Linked DNA regions of Zea mays: region 1 is linked to region 2. Evidence: chromatin contacts called from public Hi-C data. All regions are on one chromosome and are shown on one strand. Each heading gives the region's core, a stretch centred on a gene start, on an enhancer-like site or on the middle of the called end of the contact. The rest is flanking DNA. Distances are from core to core; before and after follow the strand shown.

Evidence for each region. Hi-C and Micro-C count contacts between places; a contact is called where the count stands out from the background.
Region 1: a Hi-C map of ear shows a contact between it and region 2, with 3 times the contacts expected there. The contact joins the promoter of LOC100274253 here to the promoter of LOC100274211 in region 2. A contact is called at or near these places in 3 of 25 Hi-C or Micro-C datasets (ear, root tip and tassel).

What each region holds. Positions count from the first base shown.
Region 1 is chr3:49,220,967-49,225,275 of Zm-B73-REFERENCE-NAM-5.0, forward strand. It overlaps LOC100274253, which reads left to right and starts at 3,053. Exons shown (of 8, transcript NM_001148619.1): 1 at 3,053-3,406; 2 at 3,509-3,571; 3 at 3,663-3,824; 4 at 3,906-4,088; 5 at 4,183-4,309. The coding sequence starts at 3,194.
Region 2 is chr3:48,765,157-48,769,375 of Zm-B73-REFERENCE-NAM-5.0, forward strand. LOC100274211 reads right to left here and starts at 2,789. Exons shown (of 2, transcript NM_001148583.1): 1 at 1,886-2,789; 2 at 1-419. The coding sequence starts at 2,663. The coding sequence ends at 334.

The DNA of each region.
Region 1 (4,309 bases), core at 1,803-4,302, 460 kb after region 2:
GGTATACTCGCAACTTCGTGTTGCTAGCGACTACATGTCCTTTTATCTCATAGTTTGCTTCATGTCATTCAGCGACAAAGAGAGCAATGTGCTAACATCTGGTTGAGCAATGTATGACTGAGATTTTTGGTCATAAATTATTTGGTAAGGTCATATTGCTTACTAATAAAATTCCAATTTGTGATGTCTTATGCCAAAAAGGCTTTCATGCATTATATTATATATCTTCGGGTTACTTCGGGTAAAACTTTATGCATGAGGAGAGAGCAGAGAATTATTTATTTGTGTTTCATAGGTATTTCATTAACTTCCCAGATCTTACAAGCACCATAGAGCTTGTCAAAGTTGTTATGGCCACTTGGCGATATATATAAATATATTAAGCCACACAACACATGTCAAACAAAATATAGAGCCAAACGAAATTATTTACGAAGGTTGCGCTATGCTGTGACTTCAGGGGCTCGGATAACCCACCACATTCCGCGAGTACAAGCTCCAGCGTATCTGGCGGCAACACGGTTGCGGCCATCAGGGCTACGACAGTATAGCAAGCCTTCGTAATAAGCGCAACAGGCACAATTATGGCTCGGTAATTGGGGTACACGATTAGGGCTGGGCATTCGGTCTATTAGGGTAATTCGGTTCGGTCTATTCGGGTTTGTGAAATTTCGGGTTCTAAAAAATGAGAACCGAAATTTCCAAAAATATTTTTGGAACCGAACCCGAATAGACTCACAATTTCGGTTCGGTCTATTCGGTCCACCGAATAGACCCGAATTGTAGATAGACTAGTATATTTTTTTAAAATATAGACAATGAATAATTAATTGAAAGTACTATTACTACAACAAGTGACTATAAAAATTAGCATACAAAGATATATATACTATCGTTTAGATGATATCATTATTTCTAGCTAATAAGTTCATAAATCATATAATAATACCATCACATATTAAGAGCTTTTTTATATTTCGAGTTATTAGGTCTATTCGGGTTTTATAGGTTAGGAACCGAACCCGAACCCATAACCCGAAATATAGCACATATAGGAACCGAACCCGAACCCGAAAACCCGAATAGACCAATAATTCGGTCTATTCGGGTTCGGTTCGGGTTCGGGTTCGATTTTCGGTTTTAAAATGCCCACCCCTATACACGATAAATCCACGCAACATGCGCAACAGGCGCAATTTTGGCTCGCGTCAGACAGACAGTGCCTACAGGGCATGCAAAAAATACGCGACTCAGCGATGACGGTCTGACTCAACGGGAGCAATCCAATTAATGGAGAGCGCGACATAACAATCACATGACGCAGCCAAGTTCGAACGGCACAAATACTGCGTCGTGTTGCCAGGGCGCAGCCAGTGCTCAGCCAATGCCATAACTCGGTCGATTAATAACGTAGTCTGATCGACGTGTCTGAGTACCCACTATACAATTTAATCGCTCGGCGTGAGTTCAAAAGCTCAACGCAACACAAATATTTAGAGCGATTTGAGTATACACAATATAACCTTCACATGCATTTTAATAATTTTCTGCTAATTATTTACTACGGAAAATAATTATTAATGCAGAAAAAATGAACATCATAATTAATATATGAACATAACACATCAGGTGTAAAAGACATTTCTCCATATTTAAGCATGCATTTTCTAATAATTATTTACTGCAGGAAATAATTAATTAAAGTAGAAATTACTACGTAAAAGTAAACATACAACTTTAACTTGTTTAAATTCAACATGAATTTATTTATATAAAATAGGGGGCCTACTCGAGGAGTCTTGCATGGATAGACCGCTGGAAGTATCTGCGTCTGGTTGACTCGTTCACTGGTCAAAGGGAAGTGGGCCCAAATGCCTTTTTTCATGGCACGAACGCATGGAATAGTGCGAACACTTTTTTTTCTCTCGTACGTCCTTATCTCCATGCAGCACAAGAATAGGACTTTTCATCTCCACGACTCCAGGCGCACAAGAATAGGATAGGACTTCTCATCTCCACGAGACCACGACATGCATGACTGGCGGATGTAGCTCCCAGGGCAGTCGGCTCCGGCGCGACTGCAGGCGCGGGCGCTGATCCTGGCGTGACAGCCAGCACGGTTGCCAGGGCCGCACGACTGCTGGCGTGGGTGCGGCTCCTGGCGCGGCCATAGCTCAGGCGCACGGCTTTCGACGTGACGTGAGCATCTCTGATGTGCGGGCGAGCGGTGCAGGTCCGACGCGCGGTCGTGACTCCAAGGCGAGCACGAACTATGGTGCTCGGGGTAGATCGAGAGGAGCCCCACTGGACATGGTGGGCGATGACGAGATTCCACCAACATTAGATTAAAAAAACAATTATACCGTTCGATTGCGTAGAGGAGTAATCGAAGACTGTCGCGTAGGACTGTTCGGCTAGGCCGGGGACCTGCCGGCTTGACGGAGAGTTGATGCAGATCTGATCTCGCAGCAACATCGAGGTAGAGCGTGCTGATAACGTGTTGAGAACTACGTTACCACGGATCACCAGATCCGCTCCATTCCCTCCCATCAGCAGTAGAGACGCAAGAAGCTGTAGAGAATCCGTCTCCCTTCCCATAAGCACGACAGAAGAAACACACGAGACACAGGATATATGGTTGGACCTCTGGCCTCTTTCTGATCTCTGTCTTATGAAGGGGTGTACATGTTCCTTATATAGAGATATGAGACCCCTCAGGGGCAAAGTCGGTATTTGCCCACATAACCCTAACTAGGGTTACTTAACAAGGAGCAAGCCTGTGCTTGGGAAAGTTTGGAAGACGAATTGACGACGCCACGTACGTGTCCCTCTGGCCCGCGAGCCCTCGGAATCAATCGAAGCGAGTGAGCTGCTGGTATGGGCTCGGAGCGGCCCTGGGAACGTTTGGGCTGTAATGACCTGGTTAGAATTTATGGGCTTCTAGGCCTGGTTGAAACTGGGCCAAAAAACGAGGCTGTTTTGATGACTGGTCAGGCACTCAGGCCTTATATACAACCTGGAACGACGGTCACAAACCGAGGCCCAGCAAAATTTCCCCGTTCTTGCTTCCCCTCCGTGTCCACTCTCGATCTTCCCTTCCCCCTCGGCGCCGGTCTCCAAACCCGCTTCCGCAATTCGTACCGCTTCCGGTTCCGGGGGCGGGCGGGCAGCACCGTCTCGGCTCTCGGATACTATGGCTTCCGGCGAGGGGTGGGAGGCGGCGGTGCGGGCGGAGGTGGGCGCCGTTGCCTGGTGGGACGACCTGGACAGCGCCGACCTCCGCGCCAGGTTCAAGGCCTTCACGGGGCAGCGCAGCGACTGGCCTCAGCCCACGGTCCTCTTCTGGAAGGACCTTCTCCTCCGCGTCGCCAGGCGACTCCGCGTCTGCTCCGCCCCTGCCCACCACGTATGCGTCCCGCCCACTGCCGGACTGCCCCACTAACCAACCCACCTGAGCTCTCTTCCTCTCTTCTGAATGTTCTGACGGGGCGACGCCGACAAACTGCAGGTGACGAGCGCTTGGTTCGCGCGCCCCGGGGGGCTCACGCCGCTATGCTTGCCGCAAGTTCTGGTCTGCCCGTCGTACGGCTGTCTCAGATTCTCCAGCTGTTGCGTTAGGTCATGGGAACTGGATTTTGAATTTTTTTTTTGGCATTTTTCAGGAAGAGATGCGTGCGGATGGGGACGTACTGCTGAAATCCGAGCTGATTGATCCATCCTCAACGAACCTGCACCAGCTGGTCAGGAGGGTGAGACTCATGACCATCAGCTCCAGGAAGGCGGTTTGGCAGGAGGATATCCTCGTGTTCAAATTGTTGATTGAGGTACGTGAAATTGCTCGACCCAAGTGTCTTTGTTTGGTAGCATACAGTATTTTTATTTGTTTCTCTGCTAGTTGATTGCAGGAACGAGCTGCCGATATTGCTAGGCAATTGAGTGACTCTCATTGGACATCGACATGTGTTGTCACGATTAGCAAATTCAATAGCTTCTTTGTTGACATGGATGATGCTCATATTGCATTATGTTTTTTGACGCAACATGGGAAAGCTAGGTACCTTTTGGGCAGGAAACAAGACCCTATTGAGGCATGCTCCCTTTTTTCTCGTGCATTATGTTATTCTGCTGAAGCAAGTGCCCACTAGCATGCTGCATTTTGTTCAGTTGGATTCATGCCTGCAGGGTGTCAAGGTTGCACTCACTGCTTCACAAGTTCCTGCTGTATCCAAACTTGACCATGACACCTTGCACTTAGTCTGGACAGAAGAGAAGTTGCAAGAACAGCTTGATGTGCTTGATCGACGATGGG
Region 2 (4,219 bases), core at 1,539-4,038:
GCTAATCCAGCTGGTTTACGGTTTGATTTTGCTTTTCCATTTTTTTTGAAAGAAAACCTGATCCTACAGGTCCTAGTCCTAGCTATGCATGACCACACGAACACACGTACGATACGACGCATTTTCTACAGTGGAACACAAAAAAAAACGCTGTGGCAGAAGCAAAGGCAACAGACGACACTCTTTTTTTTTGTTCTTTTTTCTTCTAGCCACATGATGATGAGAAGCGAAGGCTAAGTTACTGCGGATGTGTAGTACGCATGGTGAGTTTATTTTCCACCCCCGTGCTGATCGCCGCCGGCCGCCGCGGGCTGGTTGCTTGCTCTTGGTGCCTCAAGAACCGAGACGAGAGGCGGACGCGAGCGCCACCACCTGCGCCCACACCTTGAGCCGCGCCTTCACATCCTTGGGATCGTCCCCTGTTTCAACAGCGGCGTACAGCAGTGTCACGTTACTGCTACACTAGTAGACACCAACCGGGATTATCATGCAATGAAGAAATTAACCGAACAGAACGCCTGGCAGCAAAGCAGGCATCCCACACCCGATCCGATCCGTGCCTAATCCTAATGATCATTCATGCGCTCTTGCTAGATTGGTAATGGTACGTTCGTTGACGACCGTATGTGGCACCGTGCTGACGTCTACCATTCCTGACTTGTTGATCTTTTGATCTGACGCATATCCACGTCGGCGTGAGGAACTGCCACCCTACTAGATGGATGGCCGTGTTGAATTGGTGATCCGAATTCTAGATAAGAGGTCGTGTTAACAAGAAAAGCAGAGACCATCGTCGGAGACTTAGACCGAAGCGGAGCGACGCTAACTGGTCTATGGACCAACAACCCTGCATGCCATGGGTGCAGGGGACGGAGGCCTCGCGGTATATATTGTTGACCCTGATTAGGGATTTAGCGGCGGGCGTTATTATTAGTACTCCTCTTGTTTGTCACCGTTCAAGGATGCGTTCTGTATACACTTCACATTATTGTGAAGGTTTTAGCTGGCTAGTGTTTTTGGTTTTTCCTTCCCATCGAGGCCTAGTTTGGGTACTATTGGATTGAAGTGGTTTGGAGGGATTGAAGAGTGTTTAAATCCCCAATAGATCAAAAACTCCCCCAATACATCTCAATACACTTCAATCCGTCTCATTCCTAGAGTACCCAAACTAAGCCCGAAGGGTTTTCGATGTAAATCTATGCTCTATGGTTTATTGGTTGATCTACTTCGTTTTGTGTGCCGAGACTGCTACGAGGCCGCAGGCGTAGGTTGATCGACACGGGTTGCGCGAGTCCAATTCCTAGCCAGACAAGTAGTAATACTCCTACAGTCCTACTTAACAGGTAACAGATGCGCCACGCCACCGATGAATCCCCGGCCCATTGCCATGTACTAGGTGAATGAGACAGAAGGTGACCATGAGCATGACACCTGGCGCGCGTGCTCTTTAGTTTTGGTTCGAGTGCACTGCCTGGCAAGGCAGGGCAAAAGAGCCAAAGAGGGAGACGTACGGCCGTCGAATCGAATGCATGCGATTCCGCCCGTGCGATGTGAGGTGACGTGCGTGCATGGCGGGTAGGCAAAGCCCCCGCCCGTCGGTTTCATTAATGAATCATGCCAAATGGACGTGCGCGCAGCAACGAAGTTACGAATTGACCCGCCGCCGCCGGCCGGTGAGGGTGAGCGAGAGCGAGAGCGAGAGCGACCTCATCTGATCGGCTCCGCGCCTCGACCTGACCGACGCAAGTCGCGTACGGTAATGGACAAACCGTTCGGAGCACTCTTTTGACAAACAGATCGCCGGCTACGTTTGTGCTAGCAGCGCAGTAGAAAAAAAGAAATTCTGAAATGCTTGGCCCGGGGTTTCGGTTGGTTGATTAGTTACCGGGGCTGGAGATGCGCCAGCTGCCGGCGGAGGCCGGCGAGTTGCCGCCGCTGCTGGCGGTGTCGACGCCGGAGAGCGCGTAGTAGGAGGGGATCTCCACGGTCCAGTCGCAGGGGAGGTCCAGGCCCAGGTCGCGGCACGCGCGGACCTCCTCCATGTCCATCGCCACGCCGCCGCGGCTCGCCGGGGAGTCGCCGCCGCCGCCGAGGACCACCACGGGCACCACCTCCTCCTGCAGCTGCCGCCGCTGCTTCCGCATGCGCCACGCGCGCTCCAGCCACGCCTCGCGCCCCATCCGCTGCCACCGGCGCTGGTGCTGCCGCTGCCGCCTCCCGCCGCGCCCGTCGGCGCCGGGCGGCCACCGCGCCTCCGTCTCGCTCGCGTACTCCTTGGCGCTCGCCCCGGGCCACCCCGCCGCCTGCGCGCCGCGGTCCGGCGTGCCCGGGAGCGACGCCGATGACGGGGCCTGCTGCGGATCCTCGTACGGAGGCCACGCGCGGTACGCGGTGGCAGCGTTGACGTCCGACCGTTCCGGCACCTCGAACTCGTCGTCCTCTTCCTCGTCAACCCCGGCCTCGTCGTCGGCGTCGCCGCCGTCGGAACCCTCCAAGGACAGGCGCGACATGCGCTTGCTCATGTCCCACTCCTCTTCCTCCTCGTCCCCTTCTTCCTCCTCTGCGATGGTGTGGTCGCCGTAGTAGTCGTCGTCGTCGTCGTGGCCCATGACGTCCCGGATGGTCGGGTGAGGCAGCGGGGCTTCCGTCGACGGGGAGGCCATTCCGAGCGGAGCAAACTGACCTGACAGCGGGGTGGGCAACAAGCAGCCAAGAGTAGAGAACCAAGTTGATCAGAGAAGAGAAGACTTGCGGAGCTTGCTGGTGGAGGGAAGCAAGCAACTGAGCGCATATGCGATATATATATTCGCAAGGCAGAGTGTGCCTGCCTACCGCCGGATGGGCTTATATATTGCCTGGAATTCCTAAACTCGGAATGGACTGACTGGGTGTTTGGATCCCTTCATTTTAAAGGAATTGGAATTCACTCAATAAAGTAACTTATTTAGTTTAGAATTTGATATTCCACCACTTTCCAAAGTTTAGATATAAGCTTATCTCAAATTCATAGGGTGGAGGATAGGAAATGATTTTATGCATGAGTAGAATTTGTTTCTATTCTGTAACTTACATGACACTCTTTGTTCCACTCTTCTATAGTAAAAATATAGCACATAAATATATAGGACATCTTCCTAATAACAGTATACAAATATATTTCGTATAAAAGCGAATTAGCTTAATTGATATATGTCTAAATTACTATTATTAGAATGGAATTCAATTCCACTTATCCAAACGGACCCTGAAGGAAAACTGGAAAAGCTCCTAACGGGTTACCAAACTGAATTGTACTATGCAGGTTGTCCTAAAAACTAACAAAAAAAATCATTAGCCTGTTAACCCGAGGAAAATGCTTGCAGATTTGTAATCCTCTTCTGGAACTTTCGGGGTAACAATCAAATGTTACGCAGATTGCAGAGAATCGTTGTAAATTCTGATCGTTACAGTTCGAATCAGGTTAATTAGCCACGTAGTCTTTCCCAGTGGAGTTCTTGTTCTAAAGAAACCCGTGTTTCTGCTACAACCATATAAGGCCTTGTTCGGTTAGCTTTCAATTCATATGGATTAAGTGTAATTAGGTAGTTTTAAATCCTAAACAAGTCAAAGTTCTTCTAAATTTTTTGAATCTCATCCAATTCATATATAATAAGAATAATTGAACAAGATCTAATGAAAATTAGATCGAGCCTCCCCAAGCCGTGCATTTTCGAAAAGCAATCGCGTCTCGTAAAAGGGAGTCGGACCACTGCACGTCGGCACCATGCCACCATGCCATGCTGGACTGGACCAGTCTATGTGGGGTTGGGTCGTTGGGATCGTTCTCCAAACCCATCATGCTAACGTTGTAGGAAAAGATGTGACCGACCTCGTCACGAAAAAATAAGCATCTAGATGTTCCATGCCGGTGGAAAACTGGCTTCCGCATTTCTGCTTGCACGTTAGCCAGGATATAGAGTGTGTAAGAAATGTGCACAGTACGAAGTAGCGAAGGATTTTTCGTTATGGATCATTGTGGTTTGCAGAGTTCAACCACAATCTCTGCACCTAAAAACATGAGAACATATCCTCTGCACATGAATTAACAAAGTTTATAAAAGATTTTGAAAAGAAATCATACATATTCTTTCCACCCTGCTCTAATTATATACTCCCTCCGTTTCGTTTTATATGTCGCTGGATAGTACAAAATTGAACTATCCAGCGACATATAAAACGA